Regions from separate parts of the Rattus norvegicus genome. Here region 2 is linked to region 1. Evidence: chromatin contacts called from public HiChIP or PLAC-seq data. All regions are on one chromosome and are shown on one strand. The core of a region is the stretch at or near the end of the contact, and the rest is flanking DNA. Distances in the headings are between cores, read along the strand shown.

What was found. HiChIP or PLAC-seq counts read pairs in DNA pulled down with a chosen protein or histone mark.
Region 2: an H3K27ac HiChIP or PLAC-seq map of oligodendrocytes shows a contact between it and region 1, with 9 times the contacts expected there. The contact joins two enhancer-like sites. A contact is called at or near these places in 1 of 12 Hi-C or Micro-C datasets (Schwann cells) and 1 of 1 datasets of contacts at active chromatin or transcription factors (oligodendrocytes).

The regions. Positions count from the first base shown.
Region 1 is chr1:179,521,831-179,527,201 of GRCr8, reverse strand. The region is part of intron 2 of Sox6 (SRY-box transcription factor 6); the gene reads left to right. Among named protein-coding and RNA genes, the nearest start is that of Trnav-aac35, 130 kb to the right of the region's middle. Within about 2 kb of position 2,696, at least 28 of the 93 cell types and tissues checked have an H3K27ac peak or open chromatin away from gene starts, as enhancers often do.
Region 2 is chr1:179,697,314-179,702,684 of GRCr8, reverse strand. It overlaps a transcript of Sox6 not described here. Among named protein-coding and RNA genes, the nearest start is that of Sox6, 35 kb to the right of the region's middle. Within about 2 kb of position 2,859, at least 2 of the 93 cell types and tissues checked have an H3K27ac peak or open chromatin away from gene starts, as enhancers often do.

The sequences.
Region 1 (5,371 bases), core at 1,447-3,946:
GAGGCTTACAGACAGGTCAGATTGAGCTCTACTAATGAAGGATGAGATGTAGGGAGTGTAGTTTAGTGACCCCATTTGTTCCTACCATATCATCCTAGATTACCAAAATCCCAGTCATTCAGGTAAGTTTATGAACTCATCTAAAGTCAGTTGGTCTGCAAACATATGAACGGTTAACTTGTTTTAAGCTACCAAGTTTTGCAATGGGCAAACTTTCCATTGTTCATGTATCCTTAATATTTAATATAATCTCAGATAACCCCATCTCTGAAGTATATAACTCAGCTACCATCATCAATGATACTGAGTTATTAATTTCCTGCTATCCCACTGACAATTTGTTTCACATTGGCCAGGATGTGGAAAAGGGGAACATTACCCACTGCTGGACCCAGGAACTTCAGAGAGCAAAACATTCAGTGGTACTTGTGTGGAAAAAGTAGTTATTCTTTTTGTGGAATTTTAAAAGTACGCCCTCCCCAGTGGAGAGTAGCTTTCTAGAACATGGAATTATGTAATCTATAAAGAACAACACAGGTAAGTCATCAAGTTGAGTACATACAGTTGGACACATGACATGAGTTACAGGCCTATGATGGCAGTCTGGATAGTGGGAGACCCTGTGTGTGCTAGTGTAATGTGTAACCCCATGAGATGACTGTTTGCATCTGTGATGTACAGCTATGCAACTCCTTGTCCTCATTGTGTGACACATGTTTGAACATTTTTAGTCAAGAGCAACTTTAACCAAGTACTAGTTTTGAGGAGAGAGAGAGAGAGAGAGAGAGAGAGAGAGAGAGAGAGAGAGAGAGAGAGAGAGAGACTTAGAAAAGTAAAATTCACTTTACCTCTGGGTCATTTAAAGATAGCACAGTGTAGACAAATGCTATGACTATAGACTGAGCTATTGAAACTTAACTCCAGACACAGCAGGTCCAGTTTACTCAGGAGAGGTAAGGTTGGTTGTCAAGAGGCACAGCAAGTTTTATTGGGCACATGACTCTGCTTTGCACTTTGACCTTGGAAATCGGGAGGCTATTGTTTTTATGTGTTTTGTAAAGCACTGCTATTTCCTATCCTTTTCTTTTGTGGGAGAAGCCTGCTTTCATCTTAGTGATGAAATAAAAAGGTGCTGTCTGCGAGTTCTCTGAACAGAGCCTTGCAGAATACTTCTCAGAAGCTATGGCCTTCTGTTTCTGGAGCTGTGCTTGAGGAATGTTGCCTAGGTCTTGCCCTTGGTAAACTCATCCAGTTCCTTGGGAAGTCCTTACTATTTTGCCCTTAGTTAACTCACCCAGTTCCTTGGAAAGGACCTTATTATTTTGTGTAGCAGTGCTGGTCACCTGGCAGTAGGTCATTAGCATTTTTAGTCTTCTTTTCTTCACAACAATGCACAACATGCTAATTAGAGGATTCTGAAAGCTAAGTAACCTGTTTTAAAATCAGACATTTTAATTTGCAGCTTTAATGGCTGTTTTTATAATAACTGGCTTTATTGGGGGTAAAAGCACTTCTCATGTTCCACTAGCAAGGCAAAGCATAACAGAAGCTGACAAAATTAAAAACCTCATAATGCGACCTTTGCCTGGGATAAAAGGCTGTTTCATAACAATTTCCTTTTGTTCTTTGTTTAAGCCATTACTCTAAAAGGAGCCTCCGATTAATCTGAGTAAATGCATCATTACAGTACTAATCCACGTCCTTCTGTCAGTGTCTGTTTTAATTAAATAAGAAATGCTAGCAGAAAGATATCACGTACAAAGCTGTGATTGGAGAAAGAAGCACCGGTTGATGAGGGAAAAGATTAAAAAGAGCTTTACGTTTTTTTGTCCATTTGCATAGCCCCAGATGCCACGGGGTTTCGGGATGAAAAGGAAACTTAAAAAAGTCCTGACCACATTGCTCTCATAGATTTAAAATAATGGGACTGACCAGTGCGATTCTAATCATGCATTTATCACATGCTAGACATTCCAAAGCGAGGGGCGGAACAGTGTGTGGTGTGTCTTCTCAGCCGTCCGTGCAGCCTCATTGTGCGGTTGTGAAAACACACCTGCCAAATTTGGAAAGTTTATTTTAGATGAAATGTACGGTGAGACTTGGTTGTGGGGTGTGTGTGTGTGTTGCTCTCATGAATGTGTGTTTAAAGTATCTTGCACCTTTTAGTTTAGCTTTTCTTTTATTTGGAACTGGTTTTCTTATGATAATATATTAACGATTTGGGTGCTTAATTGATTGTTAACTCTAAAAGGCACACCGAGTAAAAACTTGCCAGAGAATCTTACTACACTGATACCTAGAAACTCTCCCTGGCCCTGCAGTTGCAGAATTCCTGTGGCTAGGGCATTCTCCACATGCCCACCATTATCTGATGTAATGAAAAGAGAAAGTGTGCAGCAGTGAGATTGTTAATTAATTTAGCCTAACAAGATGAAGACGAATGAAGCAGAGCACAGACTGAATGAAGTAAGAGGTCTTATTTACAATTTAATACATTTTTTATATAATACAGATTTCACTTGGTTTAAAAAACACAGACCCCCAATATTATGAACAAAATAAATCCCCCACCCCACCATTCCGCATGGAGCTTCTGGCCTGACCTCACAGAAAGCCAGCCATGGCTCCATGTGGAAGACACTTCTCCAGTGTGTAAACAGGGCTTTTCCCCTGCTAAGAACCCACAGTAGTTAACCTTTAACTCCAGGGCTTTATTATTCCTGCTGCAGACAAGAGGGGAGAACAGGCACAGAGACCTAGAAGCCTGTCCGTCTCTTGTCCTCCAGGTTGCCCCAGACATGTTGTCTCTGTTGTTTAATAATCATTTTATTTTAATTGTCTTTCACCAAAGGCAGGAATCTCAAGAGCTGGGGGTGGGCAGGGAGGAAAAGCTTCGTGCTTCTTACATGCAGTTACACAAGGTTCATAGATTCGCATTATTTTAAAGTCCCCCCTTCAGAGAGTAATGAGCTTTCTCCGGGATTTGACCTTTCATCATTCCTGCTTTCTGCTCAGAAGTACTTCCTTCCTTCCTACTGTAGCTAGAAAAGACGGTCTTTTATCTCGTGTTACTGTAGGCAGTGGTGACAGGACTCCACAAATGGTGGGATTATGATCACTGTGTTTTTATCTCAGGGGTCAGGAACAAATGCATGCAACTGCTTCTAAGGATTTCAATAAACAGGACTTTTTTTTTTTAAAGTCCAGACAATTGCCTTTTATGTTACTTTTAAACAAAGCTACTAGTCCATCAAGAGTTTGAAAAGAAAACAATTCCACAGAGTGCCGGTATGGCCACAGACCAATCATCATGGCACCCATTCTCAAGTCCTTTATTTTTCAAGTCCACAACAATAGGTTGTTGATTCAATGGACAAGACCAGAACAATTAAGTTCTCTGTTTAGCAGCAGTGCAGCATTTTAATGCCCTTCTCTAATAATGCTCTCATTATTGTTATTCTAAGACTGGGCCTCAGGAGGAGGAATATTTGCTGGAGGTACGTCATTATTTTGCAAATTTCGATTAGCTCATCATGTTGTCTGTAGTGTGAAAATCGTAGCTAATTAGGGCAGCCAGTTAGACGACCAGCTTTTGAGCTTATGAGTTAAAAGGTAGCATACTTGATAGGCCAGCGATGTGAAAAGGTGGTAAAAAGGAGGATTAGAGCAGTTGCCTTAGTAACTCCAACTCCCATCTGGGAGGGAACAATGGACTTGTGTTTCTCCCCCACCTTGGTGTAAAAATTGGTTTTGTTTTGAAAGGACAGGGTTCTTTTTATGACAATCTGGAATTCAGCCCAACTGAGTGCAGTTTCAGTTGTTAGGAGAGACCATTGGGATAGGAAAGATGAAAAGGTCATGGTGAGCCTCAAGGACATGAAAGGTCGTTGTCTGGTGAAACAATGGCAGATTGTGTTCTTTTTTCCTCTCTTTCTCTAATATTTCAAGCCAGCCTCTAAGTCAGGTGATGGGAGAAATACCTACAGTTTAGTCAGGTGAAACAGGAGTGTGGGGGACGGGAGGGGGGTGTACTATGCCTTAAAAAGAAAGGAAGGAAGGAAGGAAGGAAGGAAGGAAGGAAGGAAGGAAGGAAGAAAAGGGATTTCTCCAGTATTTCTTTGTCACCATCTCCAGATTCCAGTGTGCTCTGGATGGCTTGCCTCTGTGGCCAGCACATCTCTGGGAACCTCTCCAGTATGAAGAGCTTGATTTAAGCTTTCTCTTTGAGCTCCCGGAGGACCAGTGATGTGATACTTAACAATAAATTTAGTTGTTGTCGCTTTCTTGCATTATTGGTACCCTTAAAAGGTTTTCCTTAAAATGCACACGGAATAAAATGAATGATAAATATGAAAGAAATTTGTCTCAGCACTCCACAGGGTTTTACCATAAATTCTATGACTTCCATCACAGAAAGTTTACAGGAAACTGTTTAGATGTTGCCGCAATAGCAGTGCAATTTTTTTTATGTACATAAGAAAATGCCACAATTTTAGGATCTACTAGGGGCTTTTTATATGGGGATGGTGATAGAAAAAGACTGAATGCAGTGCCATTTCTTTAAAATCCTCAAAATAAAATCACCCTTCCCAGGTTCACAATACTTGTAGTTCAGCGAAATGAATAACTTCTCTTGTCCTCCCACATTAGTCTCTCTCTCTCTCTCTCTCTCTCTCTCTCTCTCTCTCTCTCTCTCTCTCTCTCTCCCCTCCCCCTCTCCTTTCTTCCTCCCCTCCCCCTCCCCTTTTCTCTCTCTAGCTCTCGCTATGTCTGTGTGTGTAAAGCTAAAAGGAATAAAGGGATTGTTGCGTTTTATAAACAAAAAGGCTGTTTTTGATGCTCTCAGAAACCTTCATTTCTTTCTTCTCTGTTGTATCACCATGGTTCTGTGGTTGAAGCTGAACTTGGTCTAGGGGGTGGTCCAGGGGGTGTGGAGATTTCAGATTCTCCCTTAATCCCAGGTCTCCGATTGCCCAGCAAACCGCCCTCATCAGAGTAACCTTTGTTCTTTGGAGAAGCTGCATTCCTTTTGTTCCTTGTAGACTTGACATAGCTGAGTTATGAAACTCCAGAGTTGCAAGACTTTTGCTACTAGCTAGTTCATTTCTATATTTGAAACATGAAGAAAGATGGAAATGAAGTTCAACTCTTTAAAGCTAAAGGGCTACCATTTGTTATACTGTCTAAATATGAACACCTGAATTAAAAGAGAGAGAGAGAGAGAGAGAGAGAGAGAGAGAGAGAGAGAGAGAGAGAGAGAAAGCATTATCCAAACAGGTTTAACTTGCTTCCTGGATCTCTGAGTGGTTGAGAGAAGATGTGGTATCAAGCTAAGACCTGGTATGCTGGCGGTATTGAGAGAAATTTATTT
Region 2 (5,371 bases), core at 1,610-4,109, 180 kb before region 1:
TGCACTCTCTGTGGAATTCAGCACTCAGCATTAGGCACTGGCATCAATTCGCCTCCTTCCCTTGCTTCTAGGCCTCTCAGATACAGTACTGGAAAGATTCGCTGTATTTCAGAACAAATGAGCAAACATTTACCCCAAACCTTCCAGAGGTTTAGTGGAGCAGATGAGAAGAGGGCACATGGCTAAGTCCCACTTGCTTTGATGGAGCCAGTGCAGTATTTTCTTATAGCATGACCAAGGTGATAGCTGAAGTTTTAGGTCTCTCAGCCCCGGAATTTTTACCGATGCACTTTCTAGAGGTTCTTTGTTGAATAAAAAGCATATAGATAGGCAAAATGACATGTAGATTTCTTCTAAATATTTGAGAGACCTTATAAGAGACACTATATTGTCCCAGTTCTTAAGAAAAGGGAACAAACCACTAAATGGCTCACATTTTGAAAGCCAATGTCATTGGATCTAGTTTATGGCCAAAAACATCAAGTGACTAGTACCTAGATACCAGGAGGAGACCATGTATTCCTCAGGCAAGCTGACACCCTTAGTCACTTCATGAGCACTAACACCTCTTTCTCCTCTGCCCTTCTGCATTTGCATTTCTTACTATGACAGGCTGAGAAGATTTTGTTTATTGTTTATCTGGTTCGTTGTTGCTTTTTTTGTTGTTATTCTAGAAGTGAAAAAAAGGAATGTTCTCTTGGACTATACGTCCTTTTAAATTAAAATGCAAAAATTGAGTTTTTTAGAATTATGAGGTATGGTACTCTGTGCTATATTGAACAACTACAATACTCAACAGTATATTGTAAAAACCAATGTTAGGAGACTACTTACCAGGCAGTGGTCATGTGCCCGTGTCTGCAGTGACGCTAATGCACTCAGCACGGCTCTCAGATGGAGTGATGCTCCGGGGATGCTGTCCACGAAGCGGCTCTCAGTAGCAGCAGAGAGCAGCGGCACTTTCTTTATACAGAAAAGCAAAGACTTACAACGTGTCAGCATAACCAGTAAATCTTCCTTTATACAGCTTCAAAATATATAGCTTTAAACAAATAAATGACAAATTTTGGTGGCATTATTGAGGTTTTATATAAATTTTTATTTGTCTTGTTTTAGGAGCTATTGGGTTTTAAGTCAATGATCAAATTCCCACATATTTTTCTTAAATATCATAAATCTGAAATATTTTATATAATTCTTTTTCAATTAATACAATAGGTACTAGAAGTATTGGTATTTCTTGAGAATAAGGTAACACGTTGGTTTTAAAGCTTTTAGCATTTTCTATCTTTTCATATTGGTTATTTTAATCCACTAGTGATATAACTCACACATCTATATTTATATCATGTATATGTATCTACTACTTAAAACAGCATTTTATGAAATTGTAGTTTGGGTTTAAGAGAACTATTTGCTTAAACATAGTTTAGGGATGGGTGTGTGTATATATCAATTGATGTTTTTGAAGTCAAGCAGAACATTCCCTAGAAATGTGTCTAAGAAACAATATCAGTACCATATCAGGCACAGACAGGTACTAGAGATGATAAAACACAGATAACATGCTGGGAGACGATTTGCAGATGGGTGTAATATCTGCCGTCATGAGGTTAGATGTGTCATGTTACTGTATATGTTTTTTAAAAATTAACCTAGGCCATTTCCCATTGATGGAGTTATGTGGCTAGATGGGGTTTAATGATGGCAGGTATTATAGAAACATGCTAACATGAACAAAATAAACGCTTAGTGCTGTTTTAGAAGAAGAAATGAACCAGTTCTGGGGTCTGGAATGCAACTTGCTTAAGAATATGGTTCTCTGTTTTTTCTTTCAACAGCGAGAAATAAGGTGCTGCACAACGGTAGCATTTCATGTCCTCAGCTGGTTCTGTATTTCCTTGTGATTATGTCCCCAATGTGAAAAGAGTCTAGTTTAAAAAACTAGTGTTTTGAAATATATGAAAGCAATTTTTACTAGACACAAGCACATTTTAAAGAACAGTATGGCCTTGTCAATTAAGTTTTTCAATTGTTATCTGGACATTAATTGTTTTGGTGCGTGGCATCAGAGCTCTTACTCCTCTCATTATATATTCATTAGTCATTCTTAGGAAGGATGTTTTTATTTTCCTTCTTCTATAGAAGAGGGTAAGGCTTTTCAGCTAATTATTCTTAGACATTTAGTCAAACTGGAAATAGTTCAAAATTTGCATTATGGTTTTGGTGGAGCTTTTCAAGTATATAGTATCTGATTGTCATAGTTTGGATAAAAATATTAACTGACGAGCATGGACAGAGAAACGGAATATAATTTAACTCTCTTCCAGGCTCTCACCTCCAAAGCGGGATGCTGATGCTCTTCTTCAAATCTGTGGTAGTCTTAAAAAAGGGAACAGGAAACCCTAAAATCTCAGAGAGGCAGTATTGATTCAATTCTTAACCCAAATCCTTCATATCATTGCTCAAAATAGCCAACTTTGCACCAATATTAGCCATTCTTTTTATAGTGACACCACGCTTAGTAAAAAACTTCTAAGCACTGAGGTCAGGTGTTGAGATTGGATTCTAGTTTATTTTTTATGAATCAGATAAAGATTTCTGTGCATGAGACCATATGTGAAGATGAGAGAACAAGAACATTTCCATATCAAAGGCAATATATCTGAGCTGCCTGGTAATTAAGATGCAGTGGTTTGGGCTCTGCACTGGCACTTAGAGCATCTCCGGGCCCTGTGCATCATGCAGGCTGGTGCATCATGCAGGCTGGTGCCTCTGCGTACTTCTTGAAATACACTTATGATTTTGTACAAACATTTATGCCAGTCCACACTTTTCTGTGGATAATTTGTATTTCATCCAAACCATTCAAAGTCGAAGTTATTTTTCGAGCTACCCCCTCATTATGGCTTTTGTGCGTCAACTATTTTTATTCTAGTTGTTTGTATTTCCTTTTACCAGAATGATGGCTTGTTTATATTCAGAATCTCTTCTTGCTCCTCTAAGACCCCTAATATATCACCCATTTTACCATTCACTCAAAAAACTTACATCTTTAGGAAGGATGTGAGTTATTTTCTGAGGTTAATTGTAGATGGTGCAATCCACTATAAACTAATAAACCACATTAAAAGTCAACTGCCTAGTTATTTGTGCTTTACAATGCTAATATATTTAGGACTCCTCAGTAACTTGTGTAGAATATAATATTGGGGAAATTTCAAAATGTTTAGAGAAGAATCCAGAAATCTTCTGTTTTACGTTTTTATAGCATGAAAATGTGTGGTGACATTTTCTTTTATACTCCACGTGAAAAGCAATACTTTGAAACTGTAGAAATCTTGCCATTTATCTAGAGTTACTTGTTTCTTTGCATTTAAAGAGAGATGTTTGGTTTTATTTTGTAATACATTGAGTTAGTGTCTTAACCTGTTTGGGACAGAACAGCGATACAGTGAAAGCTGCTGTAAATTAGAAGAGTGAAACAGGAGGATCTAGCGGTTGGTGCTCTAATGCTGCGTCTGTTTAGGACGCTTTGCATCTTTGGGAATCAGCTTGAATGTGGTCTGTAATTTTCTGGACTTTCTATTTCTGTGTTTTCTCTCTATGAGCGTTCTGCTGGCAAGGACTGCTCTTGGTGTATTTCATTAGGAAGCTTCGAGGGTCACTGAAACCTTTTTAATGCTTTCTCCGGATTGAAGTATTACTGTTTATTGAGGGTTGATATGATACTATAAATCCTGTAAGAATCTTCCATGTTTTAGTTATTTTGGACCAAATTGCTTAAATATATTGATTTAATGCTTTTCAGTGACGTCCCATGTAAAGCGGCAGAATGAGATCAATGCATTGTATGATGTGGGTATTATGATATGCAGATTTCTCATGCTATCTCAGATGTCATCGCAAGATAACCCCTTACATGATCTTCCTGTCACCTGCATCTGCTCATTGTTTCTAGTCGTAGTAAAGAGAGATGTTGAATTGTCTGCCTTTGATATATTCCTCGAAATGCAGAAAGGGGCTTCAGTGCTGTTTTTGATTTTACCTTCTAAACACAGTCTCTGCTTCTTTGAAGAAAGTAGTTCTTTAAAATTGTACAAAGAAAACTGAAAACACTTCATTTTCCAAGTCTAAAAGAAGCTCAGTGTGTGTAAGAAGAAAATACAACATTTTTTTTTAATCAAAGAGCACAGGTTTAAGAAGGCACTCATTCTGACACATGGCCGTGAAGCCTTCATTTCATATTGTGCAGACACATTACTGGGAAATGTGATTGGGTGCTCATTTCTTCGCACCCAAAGGACATCTGCTGAGGGCAGATGTTTGTTACAGAAAACTTAGGCTTTCATGTCCAGCTTTACTACCTGTTTACTACGAAATGTAGCATTTGGCCAGTTGCAAAACTTGCTTCCTTTTTCCTCTTCTGTAAAACAGAAACATCCACGTATCTTTTCTTTCCTAGACAGAACTCACTTGAACTCTAGAGCACTTGGGGGAGCCCTGAGTGAGTAAATGTAGTGTCTGGATTCATGACCTCTAAAATTTGATGAAACACCAATCTTAAAATCTGGAAGCGATTGTGAAAAGTCATTTCATCTGTCATCTTCCATTCAATATTGATGATCTTTATTTCACTCAGATCAATTAAATCCCTCCCTTCCTTTTGTAAGCCTGCAACCAAAGAGATTTTATAGCTGAATATGGTTATATACATGTTTCACATTTGTGAACCAAAATGTTTCACAACATCAGAGAGTTCTTTTGTCCAATATATACAATTTAGTCTTTATCTTTCTCTTCTATTTTAAGGAAAAATGGAAGCAAATATTTTTCCCTTGAGTGATAGACCTGCAAAGAGCAAAATCAGACCTTTAGTTTTTATTTCTTGACTCTTCCCCTTTTACATCGTATCCCAAACTTAATTGTATGTCCTTGGAAAAGTTACACAATCTTTTCAAGTATCAGTTTACTAATTTAAAAGATGGGGCAGTGATAGAATTTATGGCATAGAATTGCTGAGAAGATGCAGTGTGAAGATGCTGTAGACAGTTGTGTCAGGACAGATGGACAGTGGCTATGTGATCTGTACTAGACCCTTGACATGAGAAGTAGTCTTTATTCTCTAGTATTTTATAAATTTCCCCAGTTTTTTTTTTTTTTTTTTGGTTCTTTTTTTCGGAGCTGGGGACCGAACCCAGGGCCTTGTGCTTCCTAGGCAAGTGCTCTACCACTGAGCTAAATCCCCAACCCAAATTTCCCCAGTTTTAAAGCTGCATTCATATTTGTGGTCTTATGTGAGCGCATGTATCTTGGGGCTTTGCTCCAGGATATTGTTTATTCCAAGCAAAGGCTGTATGCAGCAGGTAGG